2 separate regions of the Mus musculus genome follow, and region 1 is linked to region 2. The links are chromatin contacts, called in public HiChIP or PLAC-seq maps. All regions are on one chromosome and are shown on one strand. The core of a region is the stretch at or near the end of the contact, and the rest is flanking DNA. Distances in the headings are between cores, read along the strand shown.

What was found. HiChIP or PLAC-seq counts read pairs in DNA pulled down with a chosen protein or histone mark.
Region 1: a FOXA1 HiChIP or PLAC-seq map of pancreatic cancer cells shows a contact between it and region 2. The contact joins two enhancer-like sites. A contact is called at or near these places in 2 of 115 datasets of contacts at active chromatin or transcription factors (embryonic stem cells and pancreatic cancer cells).

The regions. Positions count from the first base shown.
Region 1 is chr2:151,573,629-151,577,837 of GRCm38.p6, reverse strand. The region is part of intron 1 of Sdcbp2 (syndecan binding protein (syntenin) 2); the gene reads right to left. Among named protein-coding and RNA genes, the nearest start is that of Sdcbp2, 3.1 kb to the right of the region's middle. Within about 2 kb of position 1,642, at least 261 of the 459 cell types and tissues checked have an H3K27ac peak or open chromatin away from gene starts, as enhancers often do. A contact at or near this core is called in pancreatic cancer cells, where this site is marked.
Region 2 is chr2:150,837,980-150,842,274 of GRCm38.p6, reverse strand. It overlaps Abhd12 (abhydrolase domain containing 12), which reads left to right. Exons shown (of 13, transcript NM_024465.3): 6 at 1-29; 7 at 2,426-2,555; 8 at 3,497-3,534; 9 at 3,881-3,960. Among named protein-coding and RNA genes, the nearest start is that of Gm23598, 44 kb to the left of the region's middle. Within about 2 kb of position 2,409, at least 45 of the 459 cell types and tissues checked have an H3K27ac peak or open chromatin away from gene starts, as enhancers often do. A contact at or near this core is called in pancreatic cancer cells, where this site is marked.

The DNA.
Region 1 (4,209 bases), core at 393-2,892, 740 kb before region 2:
GTTAGACTGGGAGTCCCCAAAGGGCCTTCTCATTGACTGCAGAACTCCTCAAATGCATGCATGGGGGAGAATGCAATGATATGCCAGAGGCAATATATTTGGCCCTTCTACTTCTCCCCTAGTAAAGCAAAGTTCTGCTGCTTCAAGACCATGCCCTTCTTAGGAATGGAATCAAGAACCAGAGGACTAAATGCACCTTATGTCTCAATCTTGGGTAGTTAAATATGAATTGTCAGGTCACAGACCTGCGCCTTTGAGATGATCACTCTATGGGACCAAATCCTTCAGCCTGATTTATGGTCCTAGCCAGGACCTGGCTCCTCTGTGTTCTCTTTCACATAGACTATCCTAGACTAAATCGTGTGGTGTGGCACTACCTCCACTCTCTGAAAGTATATAAAAATTTTTTTTTTCTGACACAGCCCCCCTACCCTGTTCTGTCTATAATGGCTGTCTTTCTGACTTTTAAGCTCTCTCTTTTAATGAAGTTCCTCTCTAAGTTTCAAAGGGAAACCTCTCCTGTCCTTAAAGGCCCCATTCATGTCTCTGATAGAAGTCATCATCTCTTCTTATGTTTTGCCCTGTCAAGACCTGATCATGGCTTCTGTGGTCTCAAGACTCTTTCCCCTAACAAAGTTTATTCCTGAAAGGTATTTTTGTGTCAGCTCCTTTCCTAGATCAGCCAAATCATCTCACTCACTCATGTACCCACTTGTAGCCCCTCTTATCTGACATGAACACATGAACAAAATCTGAAAATTTAAAAAGTCACTTCTAATTTGTACTGAAAAATATAAGTAGCATGGTCAGGACTCCTTCCTAGATGGGGTTGTACCTGCTTTCTTATGACTCAAGTACCCAACCAGCCCTTGGCTGATTTTTGTTGCCTGCCTGGCTGCTAGGATATCTGCAGTTCCTTGTCCTAGGCTAGCCTTTGGGGGCAGAAATGGGGATCCTAAGACAAGAATTTCCTAGGGGCAGGAAGCATATGATTCTAATCTCCTTTTAGAGCAACTTCAGGAAAAGACCCCTTCATCTGGGGTCTGCCCTACCATGTACACCCTCCTGGAGACTTTTAACCTTGAAATAACACTCAGCAGTTACCATCTACCAAATTATACTTTGCCACCAGTATGCACTATGCGGATGCGAACCTAAGAGCCACCTGTATCCTTTTTTTCCAACAGTACAGCAAAGGAGCAGATGCGTTTTGCCCTCTGGGAGAAAACAGGCTCAGAGACCCACTTCCTGGAACACTTTCATCACTGCTTTAGCAAGAAATGGTACAAATTCTTTTTACTGAAAACTGCTGTCCTTCCCCTCACTAAAAGGCATCCTTGCCTGGGCAGTAACTCAAGATGAATCCCAAACCGTCTCTTTCCTTTAAAAAAATGAAAGCACGTGGGTCAGACACCGCACTCTTCATGCACCGAATACCCGGGAGAGACTCAATTGTCCAGGGCCTAGCCTCTGTACGCCCCTACGTCACGCTCTTCCACGACCCCAAGCTGCCTTCACTTCCCTATCCAAGGATTCAGAACTTAGCCGGAAGCTGCGTCTCCGCTTGTAGTCTATAACGCCTGCGCAGAAATCCTGCTTAGCTACTGCGTGTGGTGCCCCTGACGCATGTGCACCAAGTCTACTTGCGTGCGGGCGCGCGCGGGGTTTCGGGATGGGGCCTGTGTTCCCAGGATGCCCCACGGCTGCGGAGTCACCTTGACAGCTTTTTTTCTCCCGGGAATTGCAGAATGTGCCTGCGCCGGGCTTCAGACTTTCCAAAGAGACCCGCAATGCAGTGGAATATGCGACCGGAAGGCCAGCCTGCCTCTGCAGCCCTCCTCATGCATTCCTAAAAAAACTTAGAGGCCGCGGTTCTTCCGAAGGCCCCTTGGGGCTCTATGCTCGTCAGACCATTTGATTTACAATGGGTGGGAGAAGAAAGCAAGAGTCGACACCCCGCCCCGCTGCTCGTTCTGAAAAGGAGATCCCCTCTCCCTTTGATTTAGAAGCGCTTTCAAGTCCCTAGGTGGTTGCTTCTGGTGCCTTGCTCTCAGGATTGTGGCCTGGCGCCAACTTTTGACCTGCCCTAGTTGAAGATGCAGACGCACCAACCACCAGAGTTAGAACCATTGGGCGTCTGCTGCCTAGGGAAGTGGACTTGCCCGAGGGTATCACTTCCTACTTAAACCAATCACCCTCTCAGGCATTGGTATGCAGGTGAAAAGCTAGAAAATCAAGGAAACCTCCAAGACTTGCCCGTGGCCATGAAGGATGGAACGTTTAAGCCAGTGAGAGTAGAGTGTGCTATTCTGAATAGGGAGGCGTGGGCATAAATTCCCTTTTGGATATTTATTACTTTCAGGTGACTACCTTGAAATGTTCCCAAATCTTGATAGCAGCCCCACCAAATACTCTTATGAACTGAGCCAGAAATCAGGGACTTACCCTCAGACCCTGCCTTTACCTGTTGGTGACATCATAATTAATCTCAGATTTCAGCATGACTTTAAACATTTCATGACTGACCCCTGGTGGACATGTCGTTCTTACCCCCATTTACTCATGCATTCCCTTCATTTCAAATAGCTTGCTGATTTTAAAACTCAGCTTGCTAATCCATGCCTTCATGCCGTGGCAGAGCTGTTCCCTCTGCCTTAAATGCCATCCACAGTTCACGTGGTGAATTGGTCAGTTCTAAGCCTGCCCCTAAACCCTACACCCACACAAACCCCAAGGATCTTCGGATTCACTGGTCATTATTCATTCCACACGTATTTAGGAAGTCCATACTCCGAGCCAGGCCTTCCCTTTTGCATTACCTAGGCTGAAATTCCACCATGCTATGTTGGTTTGCTGGCCATCCTTACTAGCCAGTGTGAATCACTAGTGCCAAGCCCTGTGTCTCCATAGAGTAACAGGAGAAAAGCAGACACAGGGCAGAGAATCCCGAAAACCTAGTGTGTAGGTAGCTATTTCCTCCGAATTGAAACAACGTTCCCTCCTGGGAGGGAGTGGGAGGCCTTTGAGACTCAAGAACCTAAGGAAGCATAAAAGACTCTGAGCGCAGAGAGCTGATTCACAGAGCCCTCCCCAGGCTTATGTAAGCAGTGCACAGTTGCGAGGGGAGAGGAGGTTCTTCTCTCTGGGGTTGTCACCAATGCTGGGGGGAACTGCCTGCATCACCTAGGCTCCTTTAATCCTACTAAACTCCTTGGTTTACCACAGTGAGCATGGACTAGTTTATTTTAGTTCAGCAGTTCTCAACCTGTGGGTTACAACCCCTTTGGGGTTGAATAATCCTTTCACAGGGGTTGCCTAAGACCATCAGAACATCATGATTCACAACAGTAACACATTTACGGTTATGAAGTAGTAACAAAAAAAAAAAAATTTACGGTTGGGGTGGTCACCAGAACATGAGGAAAACTGTATTAAATGTCACAGCATTAGGAAGGTTGAGAGCCACTGTTTTAGTTGGTGTGCCATTGGTTCTTTGAGGTGAATAGGTGTTTGTACACATCTCCCCAGAAATGTCATCTGACACCTTGATAAACATTTTCCCACTTACCACCTGTAGAAAGCCTCTTAAAGAAAAACTAGGTGTAGGGAGGGAAACTCCAGCCCTAGTGAGATACACAGAAAGTAGTGTGACAGCGCAAGAGCTTGCTCAGTTCCTGCAGGTAGCTGACTCTCGGAAGGGACTTGCTCCCAAGGACTTCCCTCCCCTCACTATCGTTCGATCTCCATCCCAGAGCTTTCTATACATCTTCGTATTGTAAGCAATAACAACACAGTATATCAGCAGTCAGGCCCTGGGGAATCAGCAGGGCTGGAAAGGGGCCCATTAGCCCCCATCTTTGAACTTACAGAATAAGAACACTTTGTTCCAAACTGCTGGAACTCTGGGACTCCCACTTGTTCCTGTGGACAACTCATCTATCCTTCAGAAAACAGAAGCGTGGGTTAATGTGATGGAGTAATAGCTTCTGTAAGGCCAAATTAGCCCAGGGATCTGGTGAATCGGCAAGGAGGAGGCTGTTGCTAAGCCACAAGCATGTACCTCCTCCTTCCAGGGCTATACTGTGCCAGAGGGAACGGGACTCAGGAAATTCTGTTCTCCCAGTGAAGGTCCAGGGGAGGCAGAACAGAAGCCAGGCTTTAGAGAGGCTCAACCTACTGCTTGCCTCTGACTATGAGAGCAAAGAATGG
Region 2 (4,295 bases), core at 1,160-3,659:
CTACCACGTGGTCACCTTTGACTACAGAGGTGAGGCTCCTTTTAAGAATGGTTCATGCCCTCACTGCTGATTATACTTGATGGGCAGACTTGTGTGAGAGCTTGGAAGTGAGGCAGGCAACTTGTTTGTGCAGTTCTGGGCGTGCACAGATTGTGCTGTCAGGGGAGGAAGGGAAGTAGACATTCTGTTAGCGTCTGGGTGCTGACTTTACTGCCAGTGCCCGGATAGCAACGTTTAAATGCAGAAAATACTGTCCTTTCTCTTTATTGGCCTCGTGTTTTCCCTGCAACTGGACATGTGACTCAGTAGCAGAGCTAGTCTTCAGTCTTGGTAAAACAATGAAAACTGGAAGAAGCTTGATTGAGAGCAGACCGAGTCCCCTGTCTTCTTGGATAGCCTTGCTTCTGTCTTAGTCCGGGTTGTCACTGAGAAGACTGAAAATCCAGTTTGATACATGCAGTGAGCATTAAACATTAATCAGAATGAGCAGCAGGAATACTTTTTTTTTTAACAGTGAACAACTTTTTTAAAGGGATATTCTTCCATAGAATCCCCAGTTGGAGAGCTCAAGGGACAAAGACTGCTCAGCTAGCTTGTTTGATTCTTCTGGCTAGTGCAGTGATCCAGATGTCCTTGGACTAAGGGATAGAAGCCACCGTTACCTACAAGTGGGATTTATATTAGTTCCCTTTTGTTGCTGTAACAAGTTACCATGAACAGCATTATTAAAACAAAGCAAATTTATTATCTTGTAGTTGTGGAAATCAGAAGTCTAAAATCATTAACCCCTGAGGTAGAATTAAAGCTACTGTGAGCTTTGTTCTTCCGTGACTTATGGAGCGACCCCTACCGCTTGCCTTTCCTAGTTGCAGAGGGACCCTGGCATTTGACCTCGCTTTTTTCTTCCCTTTTCTGCACGTATGCCTGCGTGTCAGAGGGCATCAGATCCCATTATGGGTGGTTGTGAGCCACCATGCGGTTGCTGGAAATTGAACTCAGGATCTCTAGAAGAGGAGTCAATGCTCTTAACCACTGAGCCATCTCTCCAGCCCTGCCCTCTCTTTCTGTTATCAAGATGTTTACGAACATTCGGGCTTTACCCAGATCCCCCTGTATCAAGGCTGACTCGTTAGTGGCCTTTATTCTTTCTGCAGCGTAACTCCCCTGGCCTAAGGGTCACATGTTTACCAGTCCTGTGATTAATGTCAGCTTCTCCAGGAGCCACTGTTCTGCTGAACACGGTGATGGCTTTCGCTAAAGACAGTTCCATCAGGATGAAAGTTTTAAGTCAGGTGGTGATGGCACATGCCTTTCATCTCAGCTCTAGAGAGGCAGAAACAGATGGATCTCTGAGTTCAAGGCCAGCCCTCTCTACAGAGGGAGTTCCAGGATAGCCAGGACTACAGAGAGACTCAAAAAACAACAATAAACAACAACAACAAAACAAAGCAAAACAAAGCGATGAATTAAGCTAAGAGTTGGAAAGCCCTGTTCCCTTTCCTGCTTTCTGCCTTCTCCATTCTACAAAGGTTTTTAGAAACATTCTTTCTCATGTGTGCTGAGAAGGCCTCCTCCCTTCTGTGTTCTCTTCCTGTCGTCTCTCAAGAAGCTATCCCCTGCATTTTCTCTTTCAGGCCTTAGTCTGCCTGTCTGTGGTGTGGAACAATCCTGATCTATCTCTGACTGTGCTCCTAGTTTCTGTGCTTCTGTCTCTTCCTTCATGTTCCCTTGTCTCCTACAAGATAGCCTAAGACTATAGTTAAGTCCCTCTTCAGCTCTTCTTCCCTGGGTTTGGAGGGTGGTATTATAATTATGGGGTTGCTCACACAGCAGAATTTTATTTCTGAAACTTGTGGTGTACATAAGTCATATGATGATGACTCAGTGCTGAGCCACTGAGAAGGCAGTTTGTACTTGATCTTTGCTGGAGATGAGGAGGAGAGTCAGACTTGCCTCGGGACTGGGCTCTCCTGACCTCCCCTCCTCCCTGCAGCTTCATGACTTCCTCCTCTTTGGCCTTCTGTTGGCCCTGGGCAGACCGGGCTCATCTTGTCAGCAGTCCACTTGGCCTGGTCCTCGTGAGCCCCAGTGCTGGCCTGTCAGTCGAGCAGAGGAAGGACTAGCTTGAAGGATGCTGGCACCTGTGGGCAGGCGGCAGCAGGGCACGGATTTGAGGTTCTGGTGTGAGCCTTATTAGCTCTGTTGTTAGTTCCCAATCTGATATGCATGTGGAATGACAGGGCCGTCTGGTTTGTCAGCCAGCAAAAGTAAGGAAAGTTCACTTCTGTGTCCTCCTGCCTGTCTCCCTACCACCAGAGTGGAGTGGAATTGAGGACACACAGATAGGGCTGCTGTTGCTCATGGGGCAGCTTTCACTGGAGCTGCTGTAAGTTCACCAGCTGCCTTTGACATTCCTCTCTCTCAGGTTGGGGTGACTCAGTAGGAACACCATCGGAGCGAGGCATGACGTATGACGCACTCCATGTTTTTGACTGGATCAAAGCAAGAAGTGGTGATAATCCTGTGTATATTTGGGGCCATTCACTGGGCACCGGGTAAGAGCTCTCAAAGCAGAAGGGTAATGTAGTGAAGGCAGGCCTCATTGTGTGACCTCTGAAGCAGCCCAGTGTCTCTGAGCCTGTAGCATCTTCCAGTCCTCAGTCCTGGTTCCTGCCCCTGTGTAGGGTAAGGGAGTGAAGCACATGAGAGACTAAGGAGAGACTGAAGTTCAGAAGTGCCTTAGAACCAATATGGGCATGGAGATGGCAGCCAGGGTTCCAGGGAGCTCTGCTCTCAAAGCATTTTCAGAGTGCAGACAGAGTACCTAGACAGTGTCAGCTGTGACTTAGGTGTGTTTACCAACCACTGAGTCCAGGAGCACCAGGGAGAGATGTTTGGAACCAGCTTTGTCACTTTGGCATGTTCAGCTTAGCAGGGAAGACCAAGAAAAAAGATGTACCTGGATTCTGCAGAGTGAAGTCCTAAAAAGAGCCTTGGTCCTTGTCTTCTGATACCTTCCTCTGCGAGCATACTGGCTCAGCCCTTACTTAGCCCCTTTCCTCATGTGGCTATCATCCTGCAGCCCTGCTGGGAGGAGGGAGGGTACCCCAGTGGAAGGATGCTAGCTTTCTCTTTGGTTGTCTGCACAGCATCTGCCAGGTGTTATTCTAAGACAGCAGGAGGTCCCTGACCCTGGTAGATGACAAGTGCTACTGTCCTCCTGTCTCTCAGCAGTAACTGTACCAACCAGCCAGTGTACCAGGTGAAAGGAGGGAACAGGGCAACCTGTGGGAGAGATCACATGTCTGAGGACAGGAGGGTGGCTGCTGTCACCTTTTAAGAAAGGTCAACTTATGGTTCACCTTGTTCCTCCCGCTCACCCTGAAGCTCTCAGTTAGCTTCTCGGGTCAGAGTCTCTGAGCATTTTCCAGGATCCGCACAGCTTCACTTAAAAGGATTTTCTTCAGAATTCAGCTGAACTGTTTTTTCTTTCCAGAGTGGCAACAAATCTGGTACGGCGCCTCTGTGAGCGAGGTGAGAGAGCCAGGCACCGTGTGGCTGGGGACCATGTTGTTAGTGATCCGATCCCTGCTATGCATTCTTGCTTGGCAAGCAAGGTCTAACTGACAAGCTGCACAGTGATAGCATGAGCTGACCGTCAAGGGTGGGGCCCCAGGTGTTCTCAGAGTTTGCCCCGACCTGCCCTCCCAGTAGGATCCTTTAAAGTCATCTGGAGCCCCTTGGGGGCTGGGGCTGATAGTGGTGGGAAGCTCCTGCAAAAGTGGGTACCTGGTCTCTCTGTCCTGTCTCCACACCCCAGCCCCTAGCTTCACTGGCTCTGTCACTTCTTACCCACTGTCTATTCTCTTTGTCTATCTAGAGACGCCACCAGATGCCCTTATATTGGAGTCTCCATTCACAAATATTCGTGAAGAAGCAAAGAGTCATCCATTTTCAGTGGCAAGTATATGAAAATAAAATGTATTTTCATTATTAAAATGATAATTATGAAAATAAGAGCAAGTAGATAATGAAACTAGTCATCATAAAAGGAATGACTTAACATTTACTAAAGACTCATAGTTCTCGGCACTGGCCTGCCCATAGAGCTGCCAAAGAAGGGGGAAGTAGCTTTCAGCCCAGGGCACTGGCATTGTAGGAGGCTTTGCCCCTGTGGCCACATTGCATACCCAGTCCTATTTGGCTTCACTGCACACCTGATCTCACAGCATCTCTGCCCACTTGGTGCTGTGGAAGGCTACAGACTAGCTCCCTCCTTGGGGTGGAGCCTACAC